Regions from separate parts of the Ovis aries genome. Here region 1 is linked to region 2. A link is a contact called in public Hi-C data. All regions are on one chromosome and are shown on one strand. Each heading gives the region's core, a stretch centred on a gene start, on an enhancer-like site or on the middle of the called end of the contact. The rest is flanking DNA. Distances are from core to core; before and after follow the strand shown.

The links. Hi-C and Micro-C count contacts between places; a contact is called where the count stands out from the background.
Region 1: a Hi-C map of muscle shows a contact between it and region 2, with 2.2 times the contacts expected there. The contact joins the promoter of MSMO1 here to the promoter of KLHL2 in region 2. A contact is called at or near these places in 6 of 16 Hi-C or Micro-C datasets (blood, hypothalamus, muscle and 2 more).

Annotation. Positions count from the first base shown.
Region 1 is chr17:713,720-719,944 of ARS-UI_Ramb_v3.0, forward strand. It overlaps MSMO1 (methylsterol monooxygenase 1), which reads left to right and starts at 2,312. Exons shown (of 6, transcript XM_027980306.2): 1 at 2,312-2,442.
Region 2 is chr17:541,394-547,494 of ARS-UI_Ramb_v3.0, forward strand. It overlaps KLHL2 (kelch like family member 2), which reads left to right and starts at 1,517. Exons shown (of 14, transcript XM_060400601.1): 1 at 1,517-1,762. The coding sequence starts at 1,737.

The sequences.
Region 1 (6,225 bases), core at 1,062-3,561, 170 kb after region 2:
CGTTCACTTATCTGCCTGGGTTTCTAAGACCTGAACCGGAAGACGTTCTGCATCTTCACTCCCTCAGGAGACCGGGAAGGCACCTGTGGCCTCCGTGAACAGGGCGAACTTCCTGTCTCAAAGTTTTATCGGCTTTCTATTTAAACCAAGAACTATCAGCCTCTTTCTCTCCTCTATTTTCTTATCTACAATATTCTTTCCTTATCTCTCTCTAAATCATCCGCCGACGCCGTTTTTCCTTCAGGTTCCCCTGGATCCTGCAGGGGCTGGACCCCGGCAGTTTCCTTTAGGATTGATTGGTTTGATCTCCTTACAGTCCAAGGGACTCTCAAGAGTCTTCCCCAACACCACAATTCGAAAGCATCAATTCTTCCGCACTCAACCTTCTTTATGGTCCAAGTCTGACATCTGTACATGACTGCTGGGAAAACCAAAGCTTTGACTATATGGAACTTTGTCAGCAAAGGGATGTGTTTCAATAAATTACCGCTGTTGTTGAAGTTCTCTAAACCACCCATTTCTTCTTTTTTTTTTTTAATTTATTTTTTCACTGAAGGATAATTGCCTTACAGAATTTTGTTGCTTTCTTTCAAACCTTAACATGCATCAGCCATAGTTATACATATATCCCCTCCCTTTTGGACCTCCCTCCCATCTCCCTCCTCATCTCACCCCTCTAGGTTGATACAGAGGCCCTGTTTGAGCTAACCTGTTTGAAGAAGCCTCCCATTTCTTCACTGGAAGGAACTGAGATGAGCATATTTCTGTTCTGTTTTGTTCTTTGGAGTTATATCTATGTTTCAGTTCGAAATCTCCAAGATTTAAAATAATCATTTGACCCTTTCACATACTTGCATCTTCTCTAATATTAAAAATAATATATCTTTAGTAAGCAGGACTCTAAGTCAGGGATAATAACCGACTTAGTATTACTGAGCACTTCCTGTATTCCAGATACTGTGCAAAGGGCTTACATACAAGTCACATTTATTGTCATAAAAAACTATTATAATACCCACTTTAATAAGTACTGGTTAAAATTTTGAGAAGTAAATTATCTAAGAGCACACTGCTAATGAGTGGCAAAGCTTGGTAGGTCTGACCCCATGGCATATGCTCTTAATCCTCCCTTAACAGAGTGCAGCATGTTTAGGCAGAGGGAAAAGTAGGCAGCATCCCAGTCACACCCACAACCTCAGTCAATGGGACAGCAGGTGGTGGGGTCTGGAGCTAAGCGGGCCAATCAAAGAAATCCTAAATTGGGTTGCGAGTCTGGGCCATTATACTTCCCCTGGGAAGAAAAATGCTTCATGGGAAAATGGCTTTACCCATTCTCGGTTACTGACGGCCTGCTTCAGTCCTGAAGAGACCTAGGCTGTGCAACACAGCATCTACCCCAGGATACAACAGGCCTCCTGAAGACAGAGCTCTGAGCACTCAAGGGACAGATCCCATTTCTATCCATTTGATATGACTTTTCTGTCATGATACTTTACAAAGGACGTGGGTGTCAAATACATGGGATAGTTAGATGAATGGGTTGAGGGATTTCCTAAAGCAGATGGCACCTGGCCTGTTAGGCACGAGAACCAGTCTGATCACAGCCATGAGAAGCGACAGCGTCCCGTTTGCACAGTCCTGCATAGAAAGTGCCTTCAACGAGAGCGAGTAGTGCCCTTGTGCAAATTTTAAAAGGCTCTCTTAAGCGAAAGCTTAATTTCGTGGATTACCCCCATCCGTGCACACCTCTGCATCCCCGTAGGGGCGGGAGGCGGCCGACCTTGGCAGCAAAACCAACTGCTGCGCCTCGTCTCTTCTAAACCTTCGACTCTTGGCTTCCCGTCCTCAAACAGGAATCGCGCTGCATTTGGAGTTCCCCATTTCCCACGTACATACAGGTGTTATCTAAAGACACTGGGGTTGGGACGAGAAAGAGGTCTAAACTTCAGGCGCAACAGAGTTAAAGCGGCGCCAGTGAATACAGCGCATAGTAAAGATTTCAGGGCCGGCGCGCCTGCAAACTCCCCGAGTGCGCATGCTCTTGGAAGGGGCGCGAGTGCTGGGCGGGGCTGAGGTTGCTAGGCGACGTCTCACGGCCTCGCGTCAGCCTAGGCTGGCTGGCGGACCAGCTACTGGCCTGACGCCTAGCTCTCACGATCCTCACTCCATCTGAGCAGCCAATGGCCGCGCTTCCAGTGCCGCGTTCGCTCGAGTCACACGATGCCGGCAGCTGCGTAGGCCAATCACGGCTCTCAGAAGGCGGGGCGGAGCCCACGCAAGCCAATAACGGCGGAGGAGCCCGTCGACTCTCGAGTGGTAGCGCCTAGCGCAGCTCTGGAGGCGGCGGCTGCAGACTGGGTGGCGCGCAAGGTGAGGGACTGGGGTGGAGGGTCCTCGGTTGGCTCCCGCGTACAGAGGCCGGGACGGACGGCCTGGCGGCAGGTATTGGTGAAAACGAGTGAAATCTCTTAATGTCGGAACCAGGCAGTGGTCACAGCCCAGAGTGACAGAGTGACCAGAGTTCTACAAAAGGAAGAAGCAAGATCTGTTTGTATGCGCGGCGGGGCGCGCGGGTGGGAAGGGCGTCCTGGAAGGGTTCTAAAGGGTGAATAGCAACTGGGCAGAGGGCTATACCGGCAAGAGATGCTGTTTCGTGGCCAGAGAGGCCCGAAGCGGAGGACAGTCAGAGACCTTGGTGTATCAGTACGGAGTGTGGGGGCGAAAAGCTGAGAGTAAAGGAGAGCAGAGGCCCAGGTGTTTCATCTGTGGGGAGGCACTCCCTGAAACTTTAAGGGTCTGCCGAAGGGCTGAACCCCGTCTGCTGTTTGCATGAATGCTGGCGTCGTGTTTTAGAGGGAGGGTTTAAGAAGGGCACACTTGGAGGTGCCAGGCGTCCGGGCCGGGCAAAGGCCAACAGGCAGTGCTTGCAGGTCTCAGAGACAGGGAAACTTCAAAGTTTCTGGGTGGGTGTGTGGGGGGGGGAGCCACAGACAACTACATTTCTTTTTTTCTGAGTCTGTAGCAGACCTCAAGTCAATCCAATTGTGCAAGGATGAAAAAGAGAAATAAAATTCACTTGTTATTTCCCCTCTCCTCTCTTCCTTAATACCTATTTTTTGCTTTTGTTCAGTTGGCAGTAGTGTATCCTTTTCCCTCCCTTAAATCTAGAGAGTAAACTCCTGAATGTTAATTAAACCAGTTGTTTCTAAATTGGGAAGTGTTTGAAGACTTAATCCAGGCAGCAGAGATAGAGATCTGGAAAATTCTGTCCTAGATGACTAAGTAGATAGTGGCATCAGTTCACCAAGTTAAGTACGTAGGGAGGGAGTATGTGGGAAGGGTTGCAAGGAGTAGTGGCCGAATTTTGGGACATGTTGACTTTGCCATGCCTCCAAACTGCCTAAATTGGAGATGGCCAATGTACTTTGGATAATCAGAACCTGGGGTTTTAGAGAGAGAGAGAGGATATCAGCATATTCTCACAACAGGGAACAGATATGATCACTCCTGACACTGTAGAATAGTTGGAAGGAGTAAATCAAGCATCTCTGGGAAACTGTTCAGCCTCAATTGTTGAGCCTTTCTTTCTCAAAAGCTGTACCACAGACATACTAAATGGGAAAGTGCTGTATCCTTTCTTATCTCCTGGTTGAGTCTCTAGAACTGATATTTCTTCTGCTCAAAACCACCCATCGACCCCATCCCACCCTCTTTACTCTCTTTTAATCTAGTTAAATTAGATTTAACTGCCTTCCCTCCAGACTCCAGGTTTGAGTTTACATGCTTCTTTCTCTAGTATCTGTTCCCTGGGCCTCTGTGTTTTATATTTCCAACCTTTTATTGCTCTTATCACAGATGTTGTGACAGTGTTGTTACTTCTTTGTATTCCTCCCTAGATTTTGTGATTTGAAGAAATCATATTTATTTATCAAGGGTGAGAGCAGCAGGAAGCACAGTGGCTGCAAATAGTACCACAGGTTAAATCAGAGTGAATACATGTGAATCCCAAGAAGCGAGAAAGGCGGGTATATCAAGGTGAGAAGTATCAAATTTTCCTTAAGGGCCAGATAAAATAAACTCCAAAATATTTTTGTTGGATCTGGCAGCTGGGAAACAGTGATTTTATTAAGAGTAAATTTAGTGCATTGATTAGAATACAAAACTGATTTTAATTGCTAGAGAGTGGATGTGAAATCTGAAAATGAAGACAGCCTGTATGGAATACTCTTTCAGGAGGCTTGGGTGAACTTTGAGAATTATTCCTCTCTTACTATACCATTTATTGTGTGCTTTATTATTTAGGATCACAGTATGATATGGATGAGAGCACAGACTCCTCCACTTAGTGTTTTTGTAATTTGGGAAAATTAATCTTTCTAAACCTCAGTTTTTATCTGTAAAATGAAAATAATAAAAGTGCCTACCTTGACGCTATGGTAAGGAGTAAAGTCTATAATATAGAGAGAGCATGTGACACTGTTAGAAGTTACTGGTGTATATAAAGCGCTTAATAATTGTTAGCTTTTTTTAGCTTATGTGTCACCTCAACATAAGTACTTCACATGTATCATTTCTTGGAGTCTTTAGAAGAACTATATTGTTATTCCTTATTTTTTCAACTTTATTGAGGTTCTGTTAGCAAAATGTACATTGTGGTTTGATATACATGTACATCATGAAAAGATTCCCATCATCTAGTTATTGTTATTATTTATATTTTGCAAATAATAAAACTGAGGCTTAGAGAAGTTACTTAACTTGCTCAAGGTCGCACAGCTAGTAAGTGGTGTTGATTCAACATTATTAGATTTGGAATCTGCCCGCAATGGAGGAGACCCAGGTTTGATCCCTGGGTTGGGAAGATCCCCTAGAGAAGGGAATGATTGCCCACTCCAGGGTTCTTGCTTAGAGAATTCCATGGACAGAGGAGCCTGGCACACTACAGTCCATGGGGTCACAAAGAGTCAGACACGACTGAGAGACTAACACTTTGACAGTTTCATGTATTATGCATTCAAGACATACCTAACTTTATTTTATTTTTTTATATTTCTAGGCTATGCAGTTCACCTGTGAGTTTTTTTTCAAATTGTCACAAATCTCCCCAAGTTTTTCCAATTTGTTTTTTGAAAAAAAAAAAAACTAAGTCTAAGTGGACCTGCCTGCACAGTTCAAAGCTGTGTTATTGAAGGGTTAGCCATAGTTGAGTGGGTTATGGGGTGGTGCTCTAAGACAAAGGAGCATTTTAAACAATATTAAGAATGCTTTTGAGGTTTAATATATTTATTTTTAGAGTGGCCCATCATAATTTATAAACAAGGGACATCAGTGAACATTTTTAGGAAAGTGACATTCTTTATAAGTTTCTCTGTTTTTTGATTTGGTGGCCTATTAAGCTTATTTATAAGTGAACATACTCATGAAAAAATTAAAATTATAAGAGGTATAAAATGGAAGGTAAATTTTTTCTCCTCTTCATAACCCCTCCCTACCATGTATGCATAGGCATTTTCTATTTGTGTGTTTCTCCTATTTATATATGTGTAAAGTGCATAGATAAAGACATAACCTTTTCACAGAAACATAGGTAAGGCTCTTCCTATACATTCTGCAACTTGCTATTTCACTTAGATGTCTTTCTATGTAGAATATGTAAATCTTCCTCCTCAGTCTTTGGAAGGACCTGATAGAATTTATTTAATTCATTTCTTGTTGATGGCCCTAACATCTTGCTGTATTTTTCTTTGTTTTTGCTATTGTGAGCAATGCTTCCTTCAGTCTTAGTGTGCTCATCTTTGTGTACTTAAGTGAGAAAATTGCTGGCTCAAAAGGTGTATTCGTTTTGAATTGTAATAAATACTGTGGTTTTTTTCCTTAAAGAATAAACTAATCCTCCCATCAACAATGTACAGTGATGCCGGTTTCCCCAAAGTGTTACTGCTAGGCGCTCTGTGAAACTAAGTTTTTGTTTTAGGATGCATTTCCTATTTGAGTCAAACTGAGCTGTTTATTTGCTTAGTATTTGTATTTATTTTTCTGTGAATAGTCTGTCATTTTTCTGTTGGGTTTTTAGGCTTTTTCTAAAGGACTCATTGTAGCCCTTTGTCATCTTTGACTTTATTGTTGTCTTTTTATTCCCAATTATAAATATTTAGTATTTATGTAGTCATATTTGGCAGACTTTTTCTAAATAGGTTCTTAAGTGATACTTTTAAACCCAGCTAT
Region 2 (6,101 bases), core at 267-2,766:
TCAATCTCAGTAAATGTCTATTCCACTCTCCTAAGAGCCCAGAACAAAACTTGAGATCATCTTTCACTCTGGTCTCTTATACTCATGTTTAATCTATCAGTAATTCTGATCTGCTTTATATTTTCCGAAAAAACAGAATCTATAAACTTCTATCACTTTGATCATCCCAGCAGGCAATTTTTTGTTTGCTTTCTTGGATCTGTGGCTCATATAGCAACAGAAGAATCAGCTTACACATAAATGACTAACCCTGTGCACTTATCACTCAGTAACAAAAATTAACATTTTTGCCATCTTCTTTCTTCCATTCCCTACCCTCCCTTTTTTGGTGGAGGATTTTAAAACAAATCCCAGCAAAGTCATCCTTTTAGTGATCAGATCACCTTGCTCACAGCATTTGTTTTTCTTTTCAATAAAAGCTGAAATCTTTTCAAAGGCCTACCAGGGGGACTACACGCGGGACACCATCTCCTTCCACTGTCTCCTGTCCTGACTGCTCAGATGCCAGAGAGGTCCTTAAACCTTAGTATCCTCTGGAAGGCTTGTCACAGCACAGGCTGCTGGGCTTCATTCTCAGAACTTCTGATTCAGATCTGAAATAGGCCTCGAGAATTTGCCTTTCTAACAAGTTCCCAGATCCTACCACTGCCCAGCGGCATACTTGGGGGACCATCAGCTGCACTGTACTCTTTCATTTCTTCAAGGTCCAGGAGTCTTTGCACTGCTCTCCCCTCTGCCCTGAGCACTCTGATTTACTCAAGATTCGCTTTCTTCCATCTCTTCTATATGACATATTTTGAGAGGCCTTTCCCTAGTGGCTCAGAAGGTAAAGCGTCTGCCTGCAATGCAGGAGACCTGGGTTCGATCCCTGGGTCAGGAATGATCCCCTGGAGAAGGAAATGGCAACCCACGCCAGTACTCTTGCCTGGAAAATCCCATGGACACAGAAGCTTGGTAGACTACAGTCCATGGGATCACAAAGAGTCGGACACGACTGAGCGACTTCAATCCTTGACCACCATTTAGCTTCCGGTCTCACCTGACTATTCGGTATTTTCATGGCAGGCAGGTACGCGGGCAAGGATACCTAATTTTTCTCTGCATCCCATTACAGTGCTGTAGATCTCTCCCAGTAAGTGCAACGAGGGGATCACAGCCTGAGAAGTGAGGCTCCAGTTCCTGCTTGGGACTCTGGACAGGCGAGCCATTTCTTCTTGCCTCAGTTTCACTATCTGTAAAGGAAGGATCGGCTACGCCCACTCCTCCCGCCTACCTGGCGGTAAACTGCGAGAGGACAAAACAAAGGCGCCTGTGGAGTGGAGCAGTCAGGGAACGCCAAACGCCGGGACCACGCGCTTTCCGGCCGGACCCCGCCCTCACGTCTCCCGCTCAAGGGTTCGGGCAGGAGAACCCACCCTGGGAGCCCACTCGGCAGCGGCAGGAAGAGGCGGGGCGGGGTCTTGAGGGCGCGTCACACCCGGAAGTGCCCTCCTGCCGCTCCGCCCCCAGCATCGCCGGCAGGCGGAGAGCGCCCGTGAAGTGCGGCTGCAGAGCTGGGCCGGCAAGCGGGGCCGCTTCTGGAGCGGGTGCCGGTGCAGGCGCGGGTGCGGGGCGGCGGTGGGCTGGCGCCCGGGCGGATGGGACGCGGCGCGACGGGCGGGCGGGGCAGGCGTCCGCAGCTGGAATGGTGCTGGCGGCGGCGGGCGCCGTAGAGCTGAAGCCCGAGAGGAGCCGCCATGGAGACGCCGCCGCGGCCTCCCGCGTGAGTGAGCGGACGGGCAGCGGGCGGGGCCGTAGCGGCCGGGCCGGGCGGCAGGCGGAACCCAGCTGACCCGCGGGCGGGGCGTCGCCGCGCGGGGCTGTAGGGAGGGTCCTCTGCTGGCTAGCTGGAGCCCAGGGAGGGCCGAGCATCGGCGGGATGGAGACACAGGATGCGCGCGAGGCCGTCGGAAAAGGAAGCTGCAAAGTACAGACACCGGTGCCGAGAGGAATTCCTCTCAGCTTGCCTGTTTCTCCGAATTCCTAGCAAAATTCTGTCCGAGGAGCTTGCCACATTGCTCGGAAAAAGCTGAACCGTGGCTGTACAGGTCATGTGACCTCTTTTACCTGGCACAGCAGAAAATCGTGTCCAGAAATCACAGCATCTTCTGTTTCTCTGGCACCTTGGGCGAATTAGTAGCGTACGACCTGCCAGGCACAGGTGTCTTTTCCTTGGTACCCAAGTACATTCAAGACCTGCAACAAAATTGCTTCCAAAATAAGCTGAACAGTTACTTGGGAGACATTGAAGAAACTGCATTATTCAATACAAGATTTTTCTTTAGCATTTTGTTAAAAGTGGACTATTAATCCGCAGGAATTTTGAACATTTCAAGTTTGATTTACTTTCTTTAGTTTAATCTTTATAAAGGGACAAGAGCCCTTTGAATCTGAGGTTTCAAACCGCCAGCAAATTTCTTCTGAGGAACCATGTATCTTTTTATGACCGCTTATTCTTGGAGCTTTATCACTTTTCATTTAGATTTGGCCAGCTTCACTTCAGGGCAGTTGTACAACAGCAACCTTTTATAGCTATTTGGCAGAATGCCAGCTAAATTTGTTTTGGGCTGAAAGTTTGTTTGATGTTGAGTCCTTTTAGGAGAGCTAATAGAATTCTGAAACTACAGTTTCTAAAAATGCCTTACAGAATTTTTAGCTTGAGTAGAACCAGGTCATGGGGATTAAGGAGTACCTGAGACTCTTGAATTCCTGGACTGGTAGGAACAAGAGCTCAGTTGCTTGATGATGGTTGTGGCTTTGAGGACTTTGTGATATGTTCATGTTGTTCAGCAGGTTTGGGAACACTCCTGAACCTCTAGGAAACATGATGATGGTTGTTAGCATCAACAATGTGAGCATAGCGTCAGCACATGGGTTGTGCTCAGGCTCAGGGGCATAAAAGGAATTGCTACCTGACTGTAGACAACACATGGTATAAAGGATATCTTAGGTAGGGTATTATTTGCCATAAACCTGCCCTGTTTATATCAGTTCCCTGCAGACCCTGTTTTGCTTTGGCAGCAAAGTGAACTAAAGGAAAGAAAAAGGGTACCTTAGAATGCAGATGAGAAAAAGCTTTGGGAAAGCAGGCTCTGAAGGGAGGAAAAGAACATTACACGTCATTTAAATATAAGTAATGAAAAATGAAATAAATGTGTGCATGCAAATACTGATAAACTGAATCTAATACAGATCAACTAAGCAGAATTTTGGGTGTCCAGCATAGTTCTTTGCTATTAAGGCTTCATCAGTAGAGCTGCAACAATGAGAGGCTGAGATGTAATGGAAAACCAGGGGTGAAACAAAGTTAAAACCAAAAAACTCCTTTCAGTCATTAGTGGCTTAAGTTGGTATACTTTTATTTCTGTTCATTTAATGATAAATAGAAATAGGTTTTATTTTCATTTGGTCTATCTAGGAATACTATAATTCCAGAACTGGAGTGTTTTTTACCTTTCTGTACATCAAAAATAGTTTTTCTTCCCACTCCTTGGCCTCTTTGCCTCCGCTCCCAATAACTTTGTTTTTTCCTTCGACACTGACTCATGGCTGCTGGATTTGAGAAATGACAGTTCTTAGGGAAGGAACTTTGCTGGGCCTCGCTGTGCTAGAACTGGGCTAGGAGGCCAGTGTCGGTTATTGAGAGGGCTCAGCTTTTCATAAGGTTAGATTTTTAGCCTGAGCTTAAATGCAAAGAAAGTTGGTTGATGGGGACCTACGTGCTTTGAATGATGTGGTTGGAAGCGGGGACTCACATCCTCTTTGTATGAATGTCTTTTTATTTGTGCAAATATTTGTTTCTCCAAATATTTGAAATGCCTGTCTCTACCTGGTACTGAGTATTATACTTTTGCTTGTGAGTTTTTTTAGCAACCGGTTTTGCATCATTTTCAAATCCCACCTTGCTCCTTCTCAGTCTGTTACGTCTGGGAAGGTTGGAGGCGACTGTGTCCAGGTCTCTGGTTCCTTTAGATGGGCTTGTTGAGATTAGGGTTTTTTTCCCTTCTCCTCTTTCTACTCCTTGCCTTCAAGCTCTTCTCATCCTTTTTGATTCTCATGTTGATTGTCATGGACTTTATATCTCTATTTGTTGTTTTCTGCATCCTTGAGTATATGTATCTTTTAGATTCTGTTATATTTTTGGGTCTGGGCAATATTAAAACCATGGGATATTTGCCTCTGATTGAACCTGAAAAGTGTTCAACTGAAATTTATATAGGTTAGCAAATGAGTCGTCTTAAGCAGTACTGAGATGTGTGAAAGGAAGTGTAAGCTGATCACCCCTGACCTCATGAGTGTTTTATACATTTCTAGCCTTTATAGTTATTTTTGTGAAGATTTTTATAATTACTGAAGACTATGAGTATAGCACAGAATGCATCCCTTTGAACTGAAAAGTTTTCTTGGCCTTCCTTTCTCTACTGACCCTCTTTCACAAGTTGGCTTTTTCCCTACAGGCTTTGGTTTTTTGCTTGTTCTTAATGAAGCTAAGTAAACATGCCTCAGATATACAACTGTACCTTTTTTCAGTTGATTCCACATCACTGAGAGCTCTTGAACATTAGAGATGTTCAGCATAGGCAGACTAACATCTTGTTGACTGTATTATGAGGGATTTGGGAAGCCAGAAAATTAGTTGAATTAGAGCAGAGGTTCTCATATTTTTGGACTTCACTGACTGAAATTTCTCAGATCCTAAAAGCAGATGATGTAAAAGTGCTGCATTCAATATGCCAGCAAATTTGGAAAACGCAGCAGTGGCCACAGGACTGGAAAAAGTCAGTTTTCATTCCAGTCCTCAAAGAAAGGCAATGTCAAAGAATGCTCAACTACTGCACAATTGCACTTGTCTCACACGCTAGTAAAGTAATGCTCAAAATTCTCTAAGCCAGGTTTCTATAGTACGTGAACCATGAACTTCCAGTTGTTCAAGCTGGATTTAGAAAAGGCAGAGGAACCAGACATCAAATTGCCAACATCAGTTGGATCATTGAAAAACAAGAGAGTTCCAGAAAAACATCTACTACTGCTATTGACTATGCCAAAGCCTTTGTGTGGATCACAACAGACTGTGGAACATTCTTTAAGAGATGGGAATACCGGACCACCTTACCTACCTCCTGAGAAATCTTTATACAGGTCAGGAAGCAACAGTTAGAACTGGACATGGAACAACAGACTGATTCCAAATTGGGAAAGGAGTATGTCAAGGCTGTATATTGTCACCCTGCTTATTTAACTTATATGCAGAGTACATCATGAGAAATACTGCACTGGATGAAGCAAAAGCCGGAATCAAGATTGCTGGGAGAAATATCAATAACCTCACATATGCAGATGACACCACCTCTGTGGCAGAGAGTGAAGAAGAACAAAGAGGCTCTTGATGAAAGTGAAGAAGGAGAGTGAAAAAATTGGCTTAAAACTCAACATTCAGAAAACTAAGATCGTGGCATCTGATCCCATCGCTTCACATCATGGCAAATAGATGGGAAGCAGTGACAGAGTTTAATTTTGGGGGCTCAAATGTCACTGCAGATGGTTACTGCAGCCATAAAATGCTCCTTGGAAGAAAAGTTATGACCAACCTAGACAGCATATTAAAACGCATAGATGTTACTTTGCCAATAAAGGTCCATCAATCAAAGCTATTGTTTTTCCAGTAGTAATGTATGTATGTGACAGTTGGACTATAAAGAAAGATGATGCTTTTGAACTGGGGTGTTGGAGAAGACTCTTGAGAGTCCCTTGGACTGCAAGGAGATCTAACCAGTCCATCCTAAAGGAAATCGGTCCTGAATATTCACTGGAAGGACTGATGCTGAAGCTGAAACTCCAGTACTTTGGCCACCTGATGTGAAGACCTGGCTAGTTGAAAAAGACCCTGATGCTGGGAAACATTGAGAGTGGGAGGAGAAGGGATCGACAGAGGATGAGATGGTTGGATGGCATCACCAGCTCAATGGACATGAGTTTGAGTAAACTCCGGGAGTTGGTGATAGACAGGGAGGTCTGGTGTGCTGCAGTCCATGGGGTCATAAAGAAAGAGTCAGACATGACCG